Linked DNA regions of Ctenopharyngodon idella: region 2 is linked to region 1. Evidence: chromatin contacts called from public Hi-C data. All regions are on one chromosome and are shown on one strand. The core of a region is the stretch at or near the end of the contact, and the rest is flanking DNA. Distances in the headings are between cores, read along the strand shown. Region 1 holds the start of LOC127505263 (kelch domain-containing protein 8B-like). Region 2 holds the start of guca1b (guanylate cyclase activator 1B).

Region 1 (5,204 bases), core at 2,683-5,182:
AATTTGTTTGTATAGCATGAGGTACCAGTCAGCTTAGAAACCGCAGCTTTGACTCCCCCTCATCTCCGCTGCCAGGCGGTGTTTGGCAGCTGTTGTCGGTTGTCTTGGTCATGGTGGTCCTGAGGGAGCTGACTGCTGTCACACTGCATTGGTCTTGGTTTGTTTGTGCTTCTCCAGAGGTCTTTGGCACAGTCATCATCTTGTACATCTGAATGGTAGTATTGGTATTTCATTTATATGATTTGAATATCTACAACCGTTCTGGTTTCACCTGATGTTTTAGCTGAATATTGTAAACGATTTTCAATTCTATCTATCTATCTAGATTGAGGCAAACCTTTTTACCTCTTTTGTAAATAATTACATAATAACATCCACCTTCAATCATATGTCCATGCTTTTTAGTAGACGGGTGCAAAATGAGTCCCATGCAAGCATAATGTTTTGGAATGTAATGGATCTTGGAGTCAAGGCAAGTTAATCAGTCACAGCATGTGACAAATCTAAAGCTGTGAAATAGAATTAGGATGTTTGTTTTTATAGAGTGCCATTCTGTTGGGGTGGCATCTCTTCAGAAACACTGATGCATGGCATAGATAGCTGGCAGCAGTCACATTGACAGAAGCACAGAGTACTCCCACACACAAGACCAAACACTGATAAGTCTTACAGCATTCCAGAAAATGACTGGAAACAGCTTTGCACAGTATATCTACTCTACACTCACATGATGTGGGCACACGAAATGCTGAGTGTGTGGGAAATTAACTGAAAAGGGAGAAACTTTGAATTCATTTGCAGCCTTTTACATTTATACATCTTTGATGACAAACCGTTTAAAAATCTCTTATTTATACTTCACTGACCTTTCAAATGCAAGTCTCTCTTTGTGAAAAACGTTTGCCAGTTTTTGATGAAAACATTTCTAAAATTAGATCTCAATCATAAACCCGCAATTTTCACCGTTTGGAAAGTCCGATGGAGTTTGATTTGTTTAAGCGGGAATTCTAGCAATACGTCAGGGTGAGAGCGAAAGCCAGGTTTGTTTGTTTCCTTTTTTTATCTTCGAAAAAGTGTACTGTCGAGGTCTTTTTGTACCTGTATCCAAACGTTTTACAATTGTATTTTTCAAAACTAGGTTATTCTAAAGTCATTAAATATATGCAATAATTTATATTTTTATTATTTAATATATTAGAATATTAAAATTTCATAGAAGTTGCAATCACCATACAGGTTATTCATATAAATAACCAATAGGTGGAAGCACTTGCATACGTGACAAATTTCATGATTTTAGCCCAGTGAAATTATGCTGAATGGGAGACTATACAATATTATATATATATATACACCGATCAGGCATAACATTATGAGCACTGACAGGTGAAGTGAATAACACTGATTATCTCTTCATCACGGCACCTGTTAGTGGGTGGGATATATTAGGCAGCAAGTGAACATTTTGTCCTCAAAGTTGATGTGTTAGAAGCAGGAAAAATGGCAAATGTAAGGATTTGAGTGAGTTTGACAAGGGCCAAATTGTGATGGCTAGACGACTGGGTCAGAGCATCTCCAAAACTGCAGCTCTTGTGGGGTGTTTCCGGTCTGCAGTGGTCAGTATCTATCAAAAGTGGTCCAAGGAAGGAACAGTGGTGAACCGGCGACAGGGTCATGGGCGGCCAAGGCTCATTGATGCACGTGGGGAGCGAAGGCTGGCCCGTGTGGTCCGATCCAACAGACGAACTACTGTAGCTCAAATTGCTCAAGAAGTTAATGCTGGTTCTGACAGAAAGTTGTCAGAATACACAGTGTGTTGCAGTTTGTTTCGTATGGGGCTGCATAGCTGCAGACCAGTCAGGGTGCCCATGCTGACCCCTGCCCACCGCTGAAAGCGCCAACAGTTTGAGGTGTTGACTTGGCCTCCAAATTGGGATGTGCTGAACAAACAAGTCCGATCCATGGAGGCCCCACCTCACAACTTACAGGACTTAAAGGATCTGCTGCAAACATCTTGGTGCCAGATACCACTGCACACCTTCAGGGGTCTAGTGGAGTCCATGCCTTGATGGGTCAGGGCTGTTTTGGCAGCAAAAGGGGGACCAACACAATATTAGGAAGGTGGTCATAATGTTATGCCTGATCGGTGTGTGTATATATATATTAGTTTTTTTAACGTTCAGATAAAGCCGACCCTGTGACCCTGCTCACATGATTAATAGCTATGCAGTGCACTATTTCATATTCATTGTTTTCCCACCTCTGTCTCTTTTTTTTGTGTTTAAGATGTTTGTGTTGGCCTGTCAGTGCAGTGGTTGAGAAGTTTGACTCAAGCATTCATTTCCTCCTGCTGACCTCCTGTCTTCAGCAGTGAACTCACACAGAGACTCTGCAGAGGTGATCGATCGGAGACAACAGGCAGTAATTCCTCCTCAGGAGAATGTGCAAATGAGATCAATTGATCGAGTTCACCATGGATGCAGTGAGGAGAGTCATAATTAGTTACACTGAATAGTCTGAGTGTGTGTTGTCTGCATGTTTGTTCATGAGGATCTCTGTCTTTGTTAGTATGCAAGAATCGGCTGCTCTTCAGAGTGACTGAAGGTCTATTTATTGCATTCAATATATTGTAACAATAAGACTTGTTATTGCTTGAGAAGACAATTAGCAGGGCAACAGAAATATTCACTCTATTCATCTGAAATGTCTTTTATGTCATGTATGGACCTAATACTTTAGCAACCTGTTTTTTTGTTTGTTTTGTTTTTTCTCATATATGTGTTTGTTTTTACCAATGCACACTTCCATTTTAATTCATTACCCCAATATGTGTTTTGCTCATTAACTGTCTTTGTGGTAGTCAGAGATTTTTCATTACAGGCTAAATGAGGTGCTGTTGCATAATTAGCGCACATTTAAAGTGTGGTACAACTTGCTTTTAGGCCACAGCACAGCTAAGAGTATTGTATTCTTGCCTAATGACTTGAAAATAATGTGAAGGTTTACATTATCGCTCCATTTCCAAGGATACAGACCCATGACTGATTTATCTTCATTGCCTTTAATTATGTCATGCTTCACTTGTGGTTCTATACACAGCTGATTATTTGTAAGAAATTTCACACATGCACACACACACACATACCTTTTTCTTCTTTCTTTCTTTCTTTCTTTTTTACTTTGCTAGGCCATAATGGTGGCCTTTTTTTTTTTAAATAATGGCCTTTTCGCAGTCACGACTTTACCGTATGTGGCTAGACAGAAACTTATTTTCAAAACTGAACCTATCCTGAGAAATTCACTGGAATAAAACGTGACAAATAGTAACAGTGTTGCTGATACGCGACAATTTCACTAAATGCCAAAAGGGGGCAGTAGTGTTCCAAAATGACAGCTTGCACCGATGCACTTCATTACTGAGTCTGTCACTCACAGCAGCCCCATAACCCATGTTATTTGTTATAATAGTCGGAGCATGCGAGGCACAGGAGGATTCGAGGGAGGATCGCAACAGGATCACTAATTCTTCATTTCGAATGTCTAGCCTATATATCACGCATTCTAGTGGAAACATGAGGGCAATCGTAACTGAGCACAAACTTGACACTTAAAGCATGAATGATCTTTTTGTGTGTGTGTGTGTGTGTGTTTTTAAGTTCCACTGAATTAACAAATAAGATATCAATGATAATAATTTTATAGCAACAAGCAATTTTCTGTCGTTGCAAATAAGATTAATTAAAGCGATAGATTTCTTGTCTTGAACAGTCAACCAATTGAACTCTTGAATACTTTGAAGTTACATTAAAAGGATGTAAGATAAATCTATACTTGTTTTGATCCCAAGTGTTCACTTTGTAGTTCTCTGTCAAAGTAACTATACATCCAGGATGCAGACAGCGCGTGTGAGCATTCAGGGGAGGGCGAAGTAAGTGATGCTGAGCCAATGGAGATACTCGTGCGAGAAGCATCTGTCCGAAACCCAAACTAACCGCTGGCATAACGCTACTGTCTCCGGTATGAGATGCGCGTTGAGATGAAAATCTGATTGAAGTTTGAAGAAGCTCACTCTTATTCACTGACTTTTGGAAATTCGCTCGAGAAGGACAAAACAAGAAGGTAATAATACGCACGAGAAGGTTATTATTGAAAGTTTTTTCGTGTTATTTTGCATATAGCCTACTCGAGGCACATGGTGCTGACTGCAGTTTGTGCCTGTTTTTGAGAAGACCCACCTATAGCTTAATAATCTGTATTATGATATTAAGACATCACGTTTTAACGATTATAAATTAATTTATTATAATTTCTATAAAATATTTGACCGTCGAATAAAAAGCGTATCACATAAGCCTTATTGTCGTGTTTTAGGAACGCTGATGTTGGTTGCAACGAGTATCTTTATGATTTAATCTTGATTTCAGGATGTTTTGGTTGATGTAGTATGTACTATTTTTATATAAATGCATATTTTTGAGTTCAGGACTGGGTAAGGCGGTCCGCGCAGTGTGTCTTTGGTGTGTTTTCACGGGTTTTGGAGATGCTGTTCCGCATTAGGTCAGCACTGCACAACCCCCAACTGTTATAATGCTGAACTGCTACATACCTCTCAAGGATATGTTAAGAGAATGGCCGTTTCTATTATGGAGAATGGTTGTTTAGTGAGAGGCATCTAACTTTAGGCTATTATTCGCATGATTAAACAAATCCAATAACAACAAGAGCTTTTATTGTCACAGTACACAGTACAGCAATAATCTCGCTTAATTTAATCACCTGTTGCATAGCTGTTTTCTTTCATCTAAGATGGCATTTTAAATTTGGGATTAATGTTTCAACAAAACCATTTTACAAGATCATAGTAATGAAATCCGCAGTTGTGATCTTCATCTTTTTATGCTAATAGTTTGTGTACCTGTCTTAAGATGTAATTTCCACTGCTTTTGACTGAGAAAAGTTTTTTTTTTTTTTTTAGGTTAAAGGGTTAGTTCACCCAAAAATGAAAATTATGTCATTAATTACTCACCCTCATGTCGTTCCACACCTGTAAGTCGACATGACTGCAGTGGTTCAACCTTAATTTTATGTAGCAACGAGAATACATTTCGTGTGAAAAAAAACCAAAACTTTAATCAACAATATCTTCTCTTCTGTGTCATTCTCATACACTGTTTACGTTCAGCGCCGACTCATTATTGGCCGGC
Region 2 (5,221 bases), core at 1,568-4,067, 130 kb after region 1:
TTTAGTGTCATATCAGATTAGACTATAGTGATGAATAATTTTATATAATAATCATAAAAATCAGCACAGCAGTTTAATAAAACTAAAGATATTAAAATCCAGGTATGACTTGTAATTGTAATTAAACACATTCAAAGTGAACTCACTCAGTGCTTATTTCTCCATTAGTCAGTCCTGATTACTGTCTCATTTGGAGTTGTTATGACTCTACAACTACTAAATCGTTTTCCGATCTAATTGATTTTAAAGGCATTTTAATAACACTGGCAAAGATTTGTCATCTGGTGCATGGCACAAAAGAAAAATACAAGTAAGCTATGAGTGAAATGAATAGTAGAAAAGGTTTTTAGGCTTAAATATTATTTGCATTTTTAAATATGTGTTGTGTACATGTTCTCCATATTTGTTATTGTATTCTGTATTAATCCAATGGGATTATTATTTTATTGTGCAATGAGTGGCCTGGATATCTCTAGGCCAGAGGAGCTTATCCTCATCAAGTATGTAGTCAGCACTTTGGAAAAGGTCTTTAAAGTTCACGGACTGACAAAACACAGACCTTATGTAGCCTACTTGCACTTGAACACACACTGACCGTCTTTGACGAGTATGTTGACATGCAGGTGTGTGTATGAACAGTACAATGCATCAAAGCATTGTGAAGATTGTAAGACGGGTACTTCTCCCCTGCATACTGTATATAACAAGATTATTATAGTGAAATCATACCATCAGTGTGCTGCTTTGCATATATATCACTTATAAAAGTTAGTTAAAAGGTTAGTTCCTGTCCTCGATTCTGATTGGTCAATAGCTGTGTTTTATTCACAATAAAACACGGCTATGACCGCTTTACCCAACGGTTCTGTGTATCACTACACAACACCCTTAGCAACCACTCTTAGCAACATAAACTGTTTGTTCTCAATTGATATTGTTCATTGAAGCTTACTGTATTATGTAGAGAAGTATTGTGAGAAAAAGATCGAGTGAGCGAGTTTATTACCTGCATTCAGATTTAGCATTTTCCTTCAGGTCAGTCCTGTTCATAATAAAATTATCTTGTCTTTTTAACAGTTAAGGGGTTTTCCCGTGACTGACAGCGCTAGTCAAAGCATTTGTCAGTTGCGTCTTGTTCCGTGTTCACAACAATTCAGTCTTTTCAATGTAAAAGTCTTCGCTACTGACTGACACACTCATAAAGTCTTTGCCGCCATCTAATGGCGTAATAATGTAACTTCTGTTGCTGTTCACGGTCAGGGACTATTTTTTCCGACACTTAGTGAAGGTTTACTTCATGAAAGTTGCATTGATACATGTTTTTGGCTTTAATATTTGAATTGTGTGGTAACCGTGTTATAAAAGCAATAAGGTACTCAAGGCTAGTGCTGTATCATGAATAAGTCACAGCTGAAAGGGTTGCAGGCACACCGCGAAACACCCTTCAGCCGTGACTTATTCACAATACAGCACAGCCTTGAGTACCTTATTGCTTACGTATATAATCCGGTGTGTGTGTGTGTGTGTGTGTGTGTGTGTGTGTGTGTGTGTATGTGCAAGTGTGCGTGTGTGAAGAACATTTTAATAATCCAAGGAATTTTTTCCACTATAAAAAACCTTTTGCGCAATGGAAAGTTTCCATGGATGTTGAAGGTTCCAGATACCAATGAAGAACCTTTATTTTTAAGAGTGTAACCATTTTGATTTTAGTTTTCACTGTGGTCTGAAGTGGTACGTGTCCAGACAAAGTGCACCTCCCTCATGAACTAGGCCAGACTTCTCTAGATCCTATTTTTATAAAACTAAAAATAGTAAGAGCAGAGGGCAGAAGGGATTATGACTCAGATTGTCTGAATGATTCACAGGATTGAGTGATCAAGATGTATATAGGCAGTGGTTTCAACATTTGGATCCAGGGAACCCCTCCACATCCAGACTCTCAGCCAAACAAGGGACCCCCCAATGTAAAAATGCTAGATTTCCTAACATTTTAGTGACATAACTTTGATTAATAGCTTTAGTAAACATTACTGCCTTCTGTAATACTTAACATATCATTAATGTACCACATTTATTATTTGAAATATATAGAATTTTTTTTAAACCCGTTGCAAGACCTTCATGGACACCCAGAGCTGGGACCCATATGTCTAAATGCATTTTCACTTATTCCATTTTCAGTGATGAAAGTGAATAATTTTTCTGTAGTATTTTGTGGCCTTAAAGGGGTAGTCCACCCAAAAATGAAAATTACGTCATTAATTACTCGCCCTAATGTTGTTCCACACCCGTAAGACCTTTGTTCATCTTCGGAACACAAATTAAGATATTTTTGATGAAATCCGATGGCTCAGTAAGGCCTGCATCGTCAGCAATAACACTCCCTTTTTCAATGCCCAGAAAGCTACTAAAAACATACTTAAAACATTTCATGTGACTACAGTGGTTCAACCTTAATATTATAAAGCGACTAGAATACTTTTTGTGCACCAAAAAATTTAAAATAGTGACTTTATTCAACAATATCTAGTGATGGGTGATTTCAAAACACTGCTTCATGAAGCTTCGAAGCTTTACGAATCATTTGTTTCGAATCAGTGGTTCGGAGCACGTATCAAACTGCCAAAGTCACGTGAACTATTGAAGTTTCAAAACACTTATGACGTAAGGAAGCCTCGTTTACTGAAATCATGGGATTTTGGTGCTCTGAACAATTGATGGTGAACTAACCCTTTAAACCTAAATGATTTTAATTTGAACAGGTAAAAATAGTCAGATCATGTTTAATGTTCTGACATGAGACCCTCAGGGAGCCCTTGAACCTGAACTGGAACGCTCTGTGTACTAAATGTTGAATTATAGCAAAGCTCTTGATCTTGTTTCAAGCTAATTGATTCAGACATGGATTGATATGAATAATCTCTTGTAGTCATGTGATCCAAAATAGCCCTTGTGCTGAATCCCAAGCCAGTAGAGCACCTTTGCTGAAAGGTTGAGGTTACTTTTACACTTTGGTAAATATTGAAAATTTTAACTTCAGGTTTTTCTGATATTTTTAAAGATTTGTATCCTAAATCAGACATTTTCAGTGTTGTATCATCATTTTGTGGGACTTAAAGGGTTATTGGGATGTCTGGATCAGGGAGAACTCCAGGAAAGTGAAGCTGCCAGATGTGATCATGGACATTTTTTGTTGAGAAGCAGAGCTTGTGTTTTTTATTGCCATCTTTCGTGATGGGTCAGCGACTCAGTGAGGATTCTGACGAAAAAGAAATTGATGTTGCAGAACTGCAGGAGTGGTATAAAAAGTTTGTGGTGGAATGTCCGAGCGGAACCCTCTTCATGCACGAGTTCAAGAGCTTCTTCGGGGTAACGGAAAACCCGGAAGCGGCAGATTACATAGAAAACATGTTCCGTGCTTTTGATAAAAATGGGGTAAGTGATTCAATTTCAGTTAACTTACAAAAAGTAGGCATAAACACTCTCTAGGAGACTGTGTAGAAAATACTTGACACTCAAAAATAACATAATATAATTATATAATATACTGTATATTCCTGTGGCATGTTGTACCTGAACTTCATAGAATTCTCAGAATTTTTGACAGGTCAATCCTATTTTCTCTTTCCCTTTCATTTTTTTCATAGGACAACACTATTGATTTTCTGGAATATGTTGCAGCCTTGAATCTAGTGCTGCGAGGAAAGTTGGAGCACAAACTGAAATGGACTTTTAAAATGTATGACAAGGATGGGAGTGGCTGCATCGACAAAACAGAGCTCAAGGAGATTGTGGAGGTAATCATCCCTCGTGTCCTTTTCTGATTGTCAATCAGACCGACTTAAACATAAGTTAAGATTACAATTCTTCAGTGGTTTACTTAAGAAAAAAGCATTTGCATTTGTACTGAGATTACAATTTCATGACTGGTTTCATCACTTTCACCTTGACATTTAAACTTACAAGTGAGATGTTTACAGGGGATTAATCCATATGTCCTCTGTGATAGCAGGACATTTGTGTGCCAAGATGCTATAATAGTTTTTAGTACCACTGTAAAGAAGACATTTATGCGTTTATGATTAAAATATGCACCTTTACTTTACTTTTATAGTCAATCTACCGACTAAAGAAAGCCTGCCATGGTGAACTTGATGAAGAGTGTAACCTACTGACCCCAGATCAGGTGGTGGACCGAATATTTGAGCTAGTGGATGAGAATGGAGATGGTAACACCTACTATGATTCATTATTTTTCTAGACAGGCTAGCCAAACACTAGTCTTTTTTCATTGATGTTAATAATTTATTAAACTGTGGAAAAAAGTCGAGCTTTCTGCTTAAAGGCAGCCTTTATAAAGCAGCTGATGCTGAGTTTCTGTCCTGTGTCCACAGGGGAGTTGTCCCTGGATGAGTTCATTGACGGGGCGCGACGTGACAAGTGGGTCATGAAGATGCTGCAAATGGACGTGAACCCTGGAGACTGGATCAATGAACAGAGACGGCGCAGCGCCAACTTCTGAACTCCATATTCACCAAAACAACCCTTAACATAAGCCTACCCCTTAACCAACATATACATGCATAGTTTCACAACTTCAGTTTTAGTCATGGTTCATGAAAGTGAATCTTGAGTCATCAGTACAAATTATATCACTTTTTTTTTACTTAGTAGTGTCTGTCTCCTGTTTTTTTTTTCTTTTTTTGACAAACAGAATTCATTCTATCTACATGTATTTATATGTATTCATGTTTTCTTTATTGTTTCTTTCAATTTTGTTGCTAGGATCTGTGAACAGCTCACTTTAAATATTGATCTATTATTCTGCAGATGAGGTGCGTTTGTTTTACTCTATTTGGCATATTACTCAGTTAATAAATAACAGCCATCAGTTTCAAATGGGCATATATGATGTTTGTAAATATATGAATATTGTAAAGACTGGAGTCTCTTGAAGGCCACAATTGTAAAAGTATTTGCATCTGTACATTTCTTAAAAATAAAACTCGTCAATCATACATTAAATATACTATTAATGAATTTCACGTTTTTCTCATTTCTTACAAGCTCACGCTATTGTGTTAGATACAATTTGGTTACATGCATTTTTGTTAGTTGTGTTACATATAATCAATGGTAATAAGTACAACCCGAATTCCGGAAAAGTTGGGACGTTTTTTTAAATTTGAATAAAATGAAAACTAAAAGACTTTCAAATCAC

The links. A called contact is a pair of places that touch in the nucleus more often than the background predicts.
Region 2: a contact with region 1 is called in a Hi-C map of muscle, with 3 times the contacts expected there. The contact joins the promoter of guca1b here to the promoter of LOC127505263 in region 1. A contact is called at or near these places in 2 of 2 Hi-C or Micro-C datasets (both in muscle).

What each region holds. Positions count from the first base shown.
Region 1 is chr22:8,442,236-8,447,439 of HZGC01, forward strand. It overlaps LOC127505263 (kelch domain-containing protein 8B-like), which reads left to right and starts at 3,933. Exons shown (of 7, transcript XM_051880704.1): 1 at 3,933-4,119.
Region 2 is chr22:8,572,509-8,577,729 of HZGC01, forward strand. It overlaps guca1b (guanylate cyclase activator 1B), which reads left to right and starts at 2,818. Exons shown (of 4, transcript XM_051880083.1): 1 at 2,818-3,435; 2 at 3,648-3,797; 3 at 4,115-4,229; 4 at 4,395-5,040. The coding sequence starts at 3,235. The coding sequence ends at 4,522.